2 separate regions of the Mus musculus genome follow, and region 2 is linked to region 1. A link is a contact called in public promoter capture Hi-C data. All regions are on one chromosome and are shown on one strand. The core of a region is the stretch at or near the end of the contact, and the rest is flanking DNA. Distances in the headings are between cores, read along the strand shown.

Region 1 (6,996 bases), core at 1,403-3,902:
TCCTTCTCACCTGATCGGTATCTCTCATCTCTCGCACCTCCAGAACGTGAACGGTGATACTTGGAAGGAGCAGAAGTCTGAGCTGCCGTGGGAGCAGGAGTTTGGTTTCTTTCTTTTTGTCCTATGGAATCAGTTTCTAAAAGAGGAAGTTTGGAAGACGGTTATCCAATAGCAACAACGGGAGATGATATGTTCTGGACACTTTGGGCATTCTTACAACAGCTGAAAGTAGTTCTCATCCCCCATCTACAGTAAACAGTTAGAGGTTAAGGTAGGCACATAATGTAGCTGTGAAGGCCACAGGCCACAAACATTACCTTATAGCTGGAACTGTCAATAGTCTGATAGCAAAGAAACAGGAAGACATTCAGCGTGTACAAAGTCATCCTTGGAACTGACCCACCAAACAGTTACACAAAACATAACAAGGCTGTGTGCTTTTGCTGTTTGGTTTGGGTTTGGGGTTTTTTGTTTTGTTTTGTTTTTTGTTTCTTTTTGTCCTACCCAACCCCCTGCAGTGCTGAGGCTCAAACTCAGGTCTTACCTGAGCAAGGTACTGTTCAACTACTGAGCTACATTTCCAAGTCTAGATTCTTTGTATTTGAGACAAGTGGAGGGGAGGGAGAATCTTTTAGGATATGTCTAAAGATGTTCCTTAACGGTTCCTGTTGCTGAACAGAGCAAGACACAGCTGTGGACTGTAAGTCTGTCCTGTCTAATATACTCAGAGTGTGTTACAGTTCGGGTATGCTGCAGCCCCACTCAGGCTCATCTGGTCTCGGGATCCTGACTCCCAGCTGCCCTCTTCTACTCTCAGTTATCGCCCTTTAACACTGCACACAGGCAGAGAGTTTTTAAGCGTCTAAGACTGTAAACTGACCTTTCAGTCAACCTAGATTCTCAATAATCCACTTCATATAAGAGCTGTGGGGGTTGGTTTGTTTGTTTGTTTTTGTTTGATTTTAAGTTTAGTTTTTTGAGACAAGGTTTCTCTATATCCCTGGCTGTCCTGGAGCTCACTCTGTAGACCAGGCCAGCCTCAAACTCACAGAGATCTCCCTGACTCTGCCTTCCAAGTGCTGGGATTAAAGGCATGCACCACCACCACCTGGCTGTCTAAAATTCTTAATATTTTCTCCACATCTTCTTCAACAGAGATCAACAGACTATAGCTCCTGGGCCTACTATACTTATCACCTGGATTTTGTTTTGTTTTAAGACAGGGTCTTGGTGTAGCCCACAGTTGCCTAAAATCTGGAATTCTTTCATCTCAGCTTTTTCAGTTCCAAGATCAGAGTGTACCACCAAACCAAGCTATACTGATTTTTCTTTTCTTTTGCTTTTTGAGACAGAGTCTCATGTCTTCCTGGCATGAACCTGCTATGCAGGTGAAGCTGGCATTGAACTCCTAATCTTTCCAAGAGCTACTTAGGATTAGAGTGTACTGCTACCATGGTGACTCACAGCCTGTTATCACAAACAGACTTATTGGGATATAAGGTGTGGTGGTTTGAATATGCTTGGCCCAAGGAGTGGCACTATTAGAAGGTGTGGCCTTTGTTGGAGTAGGTGTGTCACTATAGGTGGTGTGCCACTATAGGTATGGGCTTTAAGATCCTTGTCCTAGCTGACTGGAAGCCAGTGACCTCTAGCAGCCTTCAGATGAAGATGTAGAACTCTCAGCTCCTCCTGTACCATGCCTGCCATGATCCCCACTGATGATAATGGACTGAACCTCTGAACCAGTAAGCCAGCCCCAAATAGATGTTGTCCTTATAAGAGTTGCCTTGGTCATGGTGTCTGTTCACAGCAGTAAGACCCGAACTAAGATAGCAGGAGTAGTCACTTGCAGTGTCTACAGCTGTTGTCATGCTGTCCAGGCAGAACTGAGTAGCTATGACACAGACTATAAGTTGTTGAAGCCTAAAGCCCAACTGTCCCTGTACAGAAAACCTTTTCCAACCCCTAACCCACAATAATAAAATCAACATTTAAATCTTTGCGTCTGAAAGCACATACAAGCCAGGCGGTGGTGGCGCACGTCTTTAATCCCAGCACTTGGGAGGCAGAGGCAGGCGCACTTCTGAGTTCAAGACCAGCCTGGTCTACAAAGTGAGTTCCAGGACAGCCAGGGCTACACAGAGAAACCCTGTCTCAAAAACAAACAAACAAACAAACAAAAAAACAAACAAAAACAAAAAAAAACAAAACGAAAGCACATACAAGTTTCATTTCATGTCTCATTCTGTGAAATAAGCCTGCAGAGCCAGTCCCCCTGCCCCTTTAACAGAGGAGGGAGACATGGGCTAGCAGGCTGGAAGCTGCAGAGCTTGGCAGACTCTGGTTGGCCTACCTCTGCCGGTTCTCAAACAAAAGGCTATAAACAGGACTACCGGAAATCTCCCAAGACCTTTAAAAAGGAAAGTGATGGGGATTAGCACGTTAGGTCAGGAGCATCTAATGCTTTGGGACTCAGAGTCAGTAGTCAGACGGAGGGAAAACACCCAACCCCCAGGCCCAGCTCCACACCACTGTCCATCATGGAAAAGGCTGCAAAAGCCACTTGCCTGAGAAAGTACTTGAAATACAGTCCAACCAACTTTAAATAGAGAACAAAAAATAGAAAGCAGCTATTTTTATTTTTAAAGTCAGATGATAAATACAGGAAGGAAATCACATTAGCACGCATGAGCTACGTTGTGAATATGCACAGGGAAAACGGTTTCAGGTGGCACACTGATCCTTCCAACAGGTTCCTGTTGGCTTGGGGATTTTGTTTAAGTTGGATTGTTTGTTTGTTTGTTTGTTTGTCTTTCTTTTCTTTCTTTTTTGGAGAGGCTATATAAAACTACAGATGTATCATCTATTGCTGTTTCTTGTACTGATCAAACAGCATAACAAATCACTCAAAGGAACATGATCTTTCCAAACTGTGTACTTAATGTTTTAAATGTTAAAAAGGACTGCAAATTCTTACTTAAAAGAGGAGACATTCAAATCTAAGTATTTTTAAATATCTTTCTCAAATATGTTTCTGCTTTATGTTTTTTTGATGTAACTAATTTAAAAGGAGAAAAATAATGTAAGTGAAGATAAAACATTGCCACGAAGAAGTGACAGGCAAGCCGGGCAGTGGTGGCACACGCCTTTAATCCCAGCACTCGGGAGGCAGAGGCAGGCAGATTTCTATGTTCAAGGCCAGCCTGGTCTACAGAGTTCCAGGACACCCAGGGCTACACAGAGAAACCCTGTCTCGAAAACAAAAACAAAAACAAAAACAAAAAAAGGTGGCAGGCATAAATCTGGGAAAGACCTGGAAAGAGCACATATCTCCACTCGGAATCAAAATCAGCTACAGGTCATCACAGGAAAAGGAAACATACACAGAGAAAGCCTTCTAATGAAAATGGGGTCAGCGGGTGTACGGGCCAGAGCACAAGTGAATGGGCACCAGAAACAAAGCCCACACAGCTCTCTTCTGAGTAATGGGCATGTCTCTGTCTTCATAGGAATCCAAGCTTCTAAGCCATCCCATTTCCTCTACGTCTAAAACTGTGACAATCGACATACTTTAATTTGTCAGAAATCAACCCAGACGTTCTATTTACAGTTTCAGTAAGTATACCCAGCACATGTCATACAAACATAGATTTATGTCAGAATAAACTCAGTTTGCGTGTGTAGTGCATCTGCTCCAACTTGACAAGACATTGTAAAAGCAGCCATGAAAGTTGGCCCACAACTATCTTTTTAGCATTCAGGAGGCTGAAGCAGGAGGACTGCTGTGAGTTTGAGATCATCCTGGGCTACAAAGACAACAAAAGCATCAGCAAGATGGCTCAGTAGCCACCATACCTCAGAGCCAGAGTCCAATTTCCAAGGCCCACATGGCAGAAGGAGAGAAATGACTTCTGCAAGTTGTCCTGTGATCCACATACTCTGTGGTACAGGTGCTCTTGTGTGCATACATGTGCGTGCAAACACACACACATACACACTAAACAAACAAGTAATTATAAAAAGAAGTTGTAAAATAAAAACCAAGAGTAAATCAGACTTCCAGGAAGAACAGTGAATCTAGCAGAACTTAGTGCAGGCCAGGAGCTCATCTTCCTGAACAATCTGTCACTATAAACTTATCGACTTTGATTTCTAGGTACTGCACTGAGACAGGCTGGCTGCAGAGTGCTGGGATTGCAGGTGTGTACTACTGTGTACAGCTAAAGCTTTTGCTGCACATGAAACCAGCTGTTCATGATAGAACATTAAGGGAATACCAAGGAAGAAAATGAAAGTGATATTGATTCTCTTAAAACTAAAAGCTATGGTCTATCAAACCAAATTATGTTTCTAGATAAAAGGTGACCCTCTGAGCAGAGTTCTCCAACACTGTAAACTTAGCTGTCTCTCCTACAGGAACTAGCAGTGAACATGGACTTGGGGTGAGAAGAAAGAAGTAGTCTCCGGGCAGGTCACAGATGCTGGAGATTTATTACACTCTGCCTGACAGTGCACCATTTAATGGATGAAACTGGAACAACACGACCCGGGCCTTATCAAGGGGAGGACAGAGGAGTCTGAGGGCATGGGAGGGCAGAGCACTATCTACCAGGCGGGCAGGCAAGATGCTGCCAGAGGTGGACCATCCCTATCCAACCACATCTCAGGAGTTACTTGGGGAGCCTCAATACAAGGCCCCATGATTGGGATAAAGTGTTTAATTTTACTGCCATGGCAAGAAAAAACTAAAAGCAACGGTGGAATCACTATATATAGCAACATAATAGATAATCTATAAATTAAAGTGAAAAACTCAGACCCTTAGTCTGAACAAATAACTTTCTCTATAGTAAGGACTAGATGGAACCTGCAGTGACTAGCTATAACAGAATTCTTTACCCTCCCGCTATTTAGTTTATAGACACGGGGGTACTTATAAAACTGATGTAACTTGAAAGGCACTAAGTATAAAGACTGGACTAGAGGCTGCAGCCTTACAAATGCAGTCTCCCCTCCCCGTGTGACTTTAACAGAGGTCACTACAGTGATGTTTTGGCTCTTCAGGCAGCTATGCTATGCGGAGCGGCCACTAGGGGTCAGCGGTTCCTTTAAATGGAGCGGTAGAGTTGTTACATGTCATCCCTTTTCAACAGTCATCATGCACACAATGTGCTCTTCTGAGCGTGGGTGAGTCTTCTATGTGTCTGCTGATTGAACGTAGTGACCCAAGCACAGCCCAGAAAGGAACAGCACAACGTTCCCACCCAGGAACACAGGAGACGCCAATTCAGTTCTTACCCCTGACGCTGCTGCCTGTAACTTCAGAGATATTCACACATGGAGGAGGAGCAGTGCCAAGCAAGGCAGCTCAGAGATGAAGCACTGGACAAAACATTCACTGCAAAGGTGATCAGAGCTGCCATGCTCTCAGCCGTGCAGTGAGGTAATGATCATCAGGGCTCATGGTTTTAACCCTGCATGCTCTTTGTAAACTTCACACATGTGTCTTCCCCCACCCCCACTTACCCATCCTAGCCCCCATCCCTGTGGTATTGCTGAAAAGGAAAAGAGCAAGGCTCTGTGACCCACATGACAGGAATTAAGTTTCAGGAAAGGGAGACACTGAAGGAGGACCTAGCTGGGCACACCTCTTTCCTCCAATGTGATGTTCATAGCAAACCAGTAAAGGGGTGGGAACCTTGATAGGGACAAGGAAGACTGCTGGGAACAGGTAGCTCACTCATAAACAAAACAGACCCGGGAAGAACAGCAGCTCAGCTCACCTGCTAAGCCCAATGGCAACAAGGAGGTAACACTGCAGCTCTTCCCACTCTCTGGCCCCCTCCTTCCCTTCCCACCTGTAAAGAGACAAGATCAAGGCTATACAGAACAGAGTATATGTATATATACTTGGTTGCTATGTAGTCCTCACACTCAGGATCCTCCTGCTTCAGCCTTCCAAGTGAAGGCATTACAGGCTTCCTAATCCATCTCATCTCATCTGTATAGTAACACTGACTGGCGATGCTTTTAACAAAGTAGGAGGTCCCTCACAGATGAGACATCAGAAGAGTGTGTCAACTGTCACCTGAGTCCTTATTCAAGGCCCCTGCTCTCCTCCTCACCAAGGACAGATGAAGCTGCCCAAGTCCTTCTGTGCCTTTGCTGAGGAGCTTAGGCCCTGGGACTTACAGAGAGCCTCAGGTCTCCTCACGTCTCTTCACGTCTCCTCGTGTCCGGAGAAAGAGGCCATGAGTGCTGAGTTCCTAACCTGGGAAGGAAGGGGTCAGCAGCCCTGATCAAGTCCCTACACAGATCCTGACCACAGATTTTTCTGGGCCACAGGACACCAGGAAAATAGCTGTGCCAGAGACTAAGGGAACATTTCAGGAACTTCATTCTGCGACTCCAAGAGTGTCTTGTGAGGCAAGAAGAATGGACTCCACCTTCAGGATACGTCAGAGGGGCAGGAAAAGAAGTGGGCTGAGCAGCAGGGCAGCATTAAGGGCTGCAGAGTGAAACTGGCTCGCAGTCACACCCAAAGGCCTTCAGTTTCGGAAGTGAATACAGGACCACTTGATGCCTGTGGGCTTTTAGACAATTCAGGGGGAAAAAGAAGCCCCGAGAGGAAGGACTGGACTTCCTTCTGATAAGACACATGGAGCAGATACAATGATATGCATCCAGTCATGGCTACTCCCATCCTACCCACACCCACAAAAGCACAGACTGGGGGTGGAAGCTGCAGTCTCTCTATTATACGGAAGCCTTGCCTGCAAAGGAGCCTCTAACTCAGGATGAGATGGACAGCACAACCCACAGCAGGGAGCTCCCACATCTCAGAGGCACACACGGGCCTACTTCATTATACTCCAAACATCACTTCTGGTTTCAGTAGCTGGGTTGTCCAGACCCTCTGAGTTTCTCCAGCACTCATTTAGAAGTCTGGAATCCTGTGGTTTTCAAAGTTTGGCACCCAATCCATGTAACGGCAGT
Region 2 (6,996 bases), core at 2,363-4,862, 2.2 Mb before region 1:
GTCTCTACCATTTGTTAAGTTTCTTTTCTAGGGGCTGGTGAGTTGGCTCAGTGGGTAAGAGCACCCGACCGCTCTTCCGGAGTTCAAATCCCAGCAACCACATGGTGGCTCACAACCATCTGTAACAAGATCTGACTCCCTCTTCTGGAGTGTCTGAAGACAGCTACAGTGTACTTACATATAATAAATAAATAAATCTAAAAAAAAAAGTTTCTTTTCTAGATGTCTCTAATGAAGAATAGCCACTTTGAATTTAATAAAATGTCTTTGTAGTAACCACTGAACTGATGTGTTTTTTTTTCTTGTTTAACATATTAATGAAGCCAGGCTGGGCGGTGATGGCGTACACCTTTAATCCCGGCCCTTGGGAGGCAGAGGCAGGCAGATTTCTGAGTTCGAGGCCAGCCTGGTCTACAAAGTGAGTTCCAGGACACCCAGGTCTATACTGAGAAACCCTATCCCGAAAAACAAAACAAAACAACCCCCCCCAAAAAAATCAAGCATATTAATGAAGCCAGCATAAACCAGAACCAAATAGTGTCATGAGTTTGGGGTATCCTGATTAATGTTTCTTGTGCCCATATACTCATCCCTCCCATCCTTCCACAGTGACCTATATCTTAGACTTGTGGAACTTTCCAGTTTCATATACTTCATACTTCCTCTGAACCAATGAGATGTTCTGAGAAACAGGAGACGATGTTTCCCTATTCTCAGCTTTTCTGAGTGTCTGTTCCAGACTCTATCCACAGACCAACCTATACCCAGCCAGGTAAGAGACAAACAGATGGGAGGCATGATAGTACACACCTGTAACCCCAGCATTTGAGAGATGGAGGCAGTAGGATCAGAAGTTCAAGGCCAAGTATACACAGGAAGCTCTATATCAAAACAAAACAATCCCCCAAACAACCAAAAACAAACAGAAAAGCTGGATGTTGTGTGGTGGTTCACATCTTTGATCTCAGCACTTGGGAGACAGAGGCAGGTGACTCTCTTGTGAGTTTGATGCTAGCCTGGTCTACATATTGAGTTCTAGTTTGTTTGAGACTGTCTCAAAACAAACAAAACTACAACAAGACCCATGATGTCACGTGGTGACCCATGCTTTTTCTTTTTTATAATTTATTTTTATTTTATGTGCATCAGCGTTTTGCCTTCATGAATGTCTGTGTGAGGGTGTCGGATTCCCTAGAACTGGAGTTACAGACTGCCATGTGTGTGCTGGGAGTTGAATTTGAGTCCTCTGAAAGAAGCAGCCAGCGCTCTTAAATCTTAGCCCCAGTTCCACACCTTTAATATCAGCACCCAGGAAGTAGAGGCAGGCCAATCTCTGTGAGTTGGCCAGGGGCTACATAGTGAAACCTTGTAAATAAATATCAGAGGACCAGCAAAGAGGGAGGAAGAGAGGCCTGTCACCAGGGAGGTTTCTTGATTTCCTGCCTGTCCTTGAGAGTCAGCCTAATGTTTGTTCTTCCTCAGGAATCAGAGAACTGCTCCTCTTTGCTCTCTTTGATTTTGGCTGTCATATATAAACTTAGTGGATGGATACCCTGCATTTCTATAATGGAACCAGCTAGGAGGTGCCCTCAGAGAAGCAATCTAATACCTTCCTAGGGTGGTATCCCGTTATTTTTGGATCTCTAAAGTCTCCTCACGAAGCAAAAAAGGACCAAGAAGTTAGACGGGGATGGGGTGGGGTGGAGATAGCATGTGGTGATATCTGTGGGTGTGTTGACTTTCTAAGACTCAGCCTGTGGTTCCTGTGTCGCCACGAATGCCCATGAGTGTATGACTGTGGCATGTGGTGTGTGCCTATGTCAGTCTGTGTGTCAGGGCAGGGGCTCCCTGTGGTGTGCAAATGTGTTGGGAGGGGGGTGATGGGGAGAGCCTGGCTCCTTTGCTTCCACCCCCATCCCTGCTCCCATCTGGCCTTGATCAGTGGGTCCCTGGGGAGGGAGCCGCGGTTTCGGATACAGGAAAATGTTCCAGGAAGCGGCCACTGTGCTGAACCCGGCTTGGGCTCCCCCAGCGGAAATTGTTACAGGAAGGAGGAGGGGAGGGAGTGTTGCGATAGGATTAAGGATGGAGGAGGGTGGCTCTTGGCTCCTCTCTGGATGGGATAAAGCTGAATAAGTTGATGGGAATCTCAGGTCAGCCAGGATCCTGGATGCTACCACCTCAATCATTTAATGCAAAACTGGGAACTTGGAAAATAGGGTCCCTTTCCCTTTTTATTCTCTCGAATCCTTTTTATAGTTCTATTACCTACCATGAATGCCAGCTGGGACCAGGATACCTGGGTATTGCCTGAAAATGACTTGGCTTGGTGAGGGGCTAAAGAGTCAGCCCCTCTCCTCTCCGCATTGAAGGGGCTTTGAAGCTCATGTCCAGGACTGGGAGGGATGCCTAATTGGGATAATGGAGGTTAATGGGGCGCCTGGAGGGGGTGGCCACGCTTCTAGATCAAAGAAGCCAGCTCTTCCCAACCACCACAGCTGGAGGTCACAGCTGGAGGGGGAGGGGCAGGGACTCAGAGCCAGCCAGCAGGGGGTGCTCTGGCCTCGGAATGCTTGTCCTCTGGCGTCTCAGGCTCCTTCTTCGATCTGCTTTTGCCCGAGAACGCTTATCCTGAGGTTCTGAGTCCTCTTTTTTGGGTGCTGGGGAAGAGGGAAAGGTCAACAGGATGTCAACTTCCTCAGGTTGTTGCAGGGTCCCAAAGCACTAGCTTTAGATCCAGTTTGGAGAAAGCCAAGGCTGGGAGGCTAAGTTTATAAGGGAGGCAGAGAAAGACCCGACTTGGCATTGGGGGTGTTGGCTAGGATGGAGGCCAAGGGGCACCAGCGCTTCCCCGCCATCGCCCCCCTCCCCGGGGTTGGCGCTCCCTCTCGGGCTCTAATCGGCGCGGCGGCCGCAGCGGGCAGAGTCAGCGCCGCCAGTCTCCGGGACGCGACTCCCAGCAATTGTGGTCGGGACCGCAGATATGCAGCTGCCTCCTGCCCGGGCGCCTGGCCCGGCCGGCCCCGCCTGCGCCCCGCCCCGCCCCCAGCCGGCCCGCCCCTTGCCTGCCAGCAGCACCGGGACACTGAGGCATGCAAGAGGTCCCAGGTGGCCAGCGTAAGCGGTGGAGATGCCCCAGCCCAGACCTCACTATGTTCATTGTCCCTCTGCCCGCTCTGTTTCTCAGCTTTAGCTGGAGGCTTATACTTTCACTGTACGCCTTGCTTCGAGCCTCCTCTTGGAAAAAGTCGAACAGTGCTTTGATGCTTTGAAATGCAGGGGAGGGGAGGGATGTCTGACTGAGATGGAGGAGGAGGGTGGAGATGGGCGCGATGGCGGACTCTCATTGACAAGGGCAGCGGGGAAAGTTTCTAAGTAGAGGAGAAAAGGACGGAATGGGAGAAGCAGGGGCGAGTGTCAAAGGGTAGGAAAATAGTTCTTTAGAGGCACCCCAGCCATTCAGGGGCTTCCTGCTAGAATGCTGAGAGAAAACGCTCAGATACTGCACTGGCCCCTTCCTCAATGCTGAGCAGAGCCACTGACTATCCAGAGCTATTCTCAGCACTGAACTTTAAAACCTGCATGCCTGCTCATTTTTCCTGTGAGGCTGGCTCTCCTTTCCACCCCGTACACTTTGACCTCTGGCTTGGTGTGATGACACCAATTGCCATCCTCATCTCCAGTTTTGTCCTCCAGCAACCTGTGATGAACTAACACGTATCATGTATGAAGCAAGTACTAAGCGGTGGATACTGTTTATAGTTAAGGGATAGAGGTGTAGTCCAGTGGTAGTTATAAGTGTAGTCTGGTAGTAGTTATAAGTGTAGTCTGGTAGTAGTTATAGGTGTAGTTTAGTTATATTATAGGTGTAGTCCAGTGGTAGTTATAGGTGTAGTTTAGTGGTAGAGCGCTTATGTAGTTTGTGTGAGACCCTGTGATTGATGTCTAGCATCGAGTGGGTGGTCCAGCATACATTTCTAATTTTTGTGGGTTTTAAAAAATTAGCCAGGCCGTAGTGGCCCATACCTTTAGCCCCAGAGCTCAAAGGCAGAGGCAGGAAGATCTCTGTGAGTTTGAAGCCAACCTGGTCTACAGAGTGAGTTCCAGGACAGCCAGGGCTCACAGTGAAACCCTTTCTCAAAAAACCAAATAAACCAAATTGCTTTTGAGTGTGTGTGTGTGTGTGTGTGTGTGTGTATGTGTGTGTGTGTCACAATGCATATGTGGTGGAGGTCAGGAGTCAGTGCTATCCTTTTACCTTGTAGGTCACAGGGATAGAATTCAGGTCCCCTGGCACGATGGCAGGTATCTTTACCCACTGAGCACTGTGCACAGTTTCAAATCATTATAACAACCTTGAGAGATGACTGTCTTGTTTCTCCTTTCTACAGAAGAGGAATCCTAGGTTAAACAGTTTGCCCAAGCTTGCACCATACTAAATGGCTGACAGACACAGAACTGTCGGGCTCTAAGACCCCCTTTCATGCTCATCTTTGCAGCCAGGGCTATCTTTTTAATATACAAACATTTCTATATGTTGTCCTGGGGATTAAGGTCACATACCTTGCATAGCTGATGAGACATTTCCCACCCCCACTTTCTCTCTCATGTTCTGGGGTGGAACTCCTGGGATCTATGCTTGTGAAACACTCTACCACTGTCTACAGAATCCAACCCCCACATCCCCTTTGTGTGTGTGGCAGAGCTTCACTAAATTGCCTATGCTGGCCGTGGGCTCTTGAGTAGCCCGCAGTCTCTGGAGTAGCTGGGAATACAGGCCCATTCCACGAGGCCTGGTTCAGCCTTCACCCTATGCTCCAGTCATATGCACAGAGGTGCTAACTCTTCTTACCCTGGAACAATGTGCATTTGCAATATTTCTATTTTGTTGTTGTTTTCTTGGAGGACGGAATGTCGGGATATAGCTGCCTGACCTGGAATTCACAATTCTCTTGCCTTTCTGCCTTCTGTCCCAATTGTCGTAATTGCCAGTGTGTTCAACCTCACCCCGCCAGACCAAGTCTTATTTTTATTGAGCCTTGAGCCTTCCTTCCTTCCTTCCTTCCTTCTTCCCTTCCTTCCTTCCTTCCTTCCTTCCTTCCTTCCTTCCTTCCTTCATACCTCCCTCGTCTCCTTCCATTTTCTTCCTTCTTTCCTCTGGTAGAATCTTACTATGTAGCTCTGGCTAGTTTTAAACTCATGGCACCGCACTCCCTCTACCTCAGCCTCCTAAGTGCTAGGACCACCTTCAGCTTTTTTGGTTTCTTTATATGGTTTTCTTCTAGCCTTCCACTACTGACTTAGATCAATTCTGTCTCCTGTAGCACACACTACTTGCTTTAATTAAAAGGCTTCCTCTTTTTGTTAGTTACAGGATAGTTTGTGAGGCACAGAACTGGATCAGTCATGTTTATGGTTGCAGACCTGTGTGCCTAGCTCTGTGTGCTCTGCATAAAGTAGGTGTTTGCTGAGTGAGTCAACTCTCTGTAGACTTACCCTATATCTCTCATATAGCTGTGATCCTAACAACTAGAGCAACTAGAGCAGGGCTCTGCCTATTCAGCATGTAGAAGATCCTGAGTTTAATCCCCTGACATGAGAGAGAGAGAGAGAGAGAGAGAGAGAGAGAGAGAGAGAGAGAGAGAGAGAGAGAGGAAGTTAGTTAAAGATTGGAATGTAGCAGCTGGACGCAGTGGCACATGCCTTTAATCCCAGCACTCGAGAGGCAGTGGCAGGCGGATTTCTGAGTTCGAGGCCAGCCTGGTCTACAAAGTGAGTTCCAGGACAGTCAGGGCTATACTGAGAAACCCTGACTCAAAACACCCCCCTCCAAAAAAAAAAAAAAGAGCAGTGTATGTTCATTATCACTGAGCCATCTCTCCAGTACTAAAGATGCTAATATATTTCATGTGACATATTTCGAGGCATACTTTTTCTCTGAAAATAAAATATGGAACACTTCATGAACTTGTATATTGTCCTCACACAGGGGCCATGTGGGTCTCTGTGTTGTTCCAAGTTTTAATACCTGTGCTGCAGAAGGGTTACCCAGGGCATTCCCCAGAGACTGAGAGGGTCTTTGTTCAATACTGGCCTGTGGAAACCCAACCAGGGTAGCATCACATGATCCCAGGGTACACACATGTTCCCAGGGTACACACATGTTCCCAGGGTACACACATGTTCATAGGGTAGCATCACATGTTCACAGGGTGCACACATGTTTTCAGGGTAGCATCACATGTTCACAGGGTGCACACATGTTCACAGGGTGCACACATGATCCCAGGGTGCACACATGTTCACAGGGTACACACATGTTCACAGGGTGCACACATGTTCACAGGGTACACACATGTTCCCAGGGTAGCATCACATGTTCACAGGGTACACACATGTTCCCAGGGTAGCATCACATGTTCACAGGGTACACACATGTTCTCCTGTTTCCAGCCTGGTCCTCTCTGTCCTTGCTTCTTCTCTCTCTTGTCATCGTTCTCTCTGATTCTGAGCTGTTTCCCCCAAATCTGCAGTTTCATTTCAGGGCTCAGATGTCAACCAAGGAAACTGAGGTTCAGAGAAGGAGAGAACCAAGACTTGGAGCCCTGTGGCTGCCAGGAGTCAGAGAAACCTGTATTGTGTATGCATACTTGTTGGGGCGGGGGACTTCTTTTCCAAGCTGGATGGAGTTTGTCCCCCTTATCCCTTCCTGTGCCATCAGCTTTGCCTCTGAGCTCCAGATTCCTCAACGTCAAATCAAAATGCTAGATTGGGGCACTAGATTGTGTCCAACTCCTAAGCCCCAAGCCTACGAGTGAGTTCTTCCCTTGACCCAGGGAAAGTTTCTCTGGTTTCCAGCTACTGCTCTTCTGTTGTTAGCAGCTGTTCTTCACAGCTCTTCTCTGTGTCCCTACTGGGTGTCTATGTTCTGTTTTCCTGTCTTTGTCTTTTTTGGGTTTTGTTGGTTTTGTTGGTGGTGGTGGTTTTGTTTTTTAA

The links. Promoter capture Hi-C pulls out the DNA fragments that hold promoters and counts their contacts.
Region 2: a contact with region 1 is called in a promoter capture Hi-C map of pre-B cells, with 4 times the contacts expected there. The contact joins two enhancer-like sites. A contact is called at or near these places in 2 of 39 promoter capture datasets (cranial neural crest and pre-B cells).

The regions. Positions count from the first base shown.
Region 1 is chr15:100,125,042-100,132,037 of GRCm38.p6, reverse strand. Dip2b (disco interacting protein 2 homolog B) reads right to left here. Exons shown (of 38, transcript NM_001159361.2): 3 at 11-136. Among named protein-coding and RNA genes, the nearest start is that of Dip2b, 90 kb to the right of the region's middle. Within about 2 kb of position 2,652, at least 9 of the 459 cell types and tissues checked have an H3K27ac peak or open chromatin away from gene starts, as enhancers often do. A contact at or near this core is called in pre-B cells, where this site is marked.
Region 2 is chr15:102,372,932-102,379,927 of GRCm38.p6, reverse strand. No RefSeq gene overlaps it. Among named protein-coding and RNA genes, the nearest start is that of Sp7, 10 kb to the right of the region's middle. Within about 2 kb of position 3,612, at least 222 of the 459 cell types and tissues checked have an H3K27ac peak or open chromatin away from gene starts, as enhancers often do. A contact at or near this core is called in pre-B cells, where this site is marked.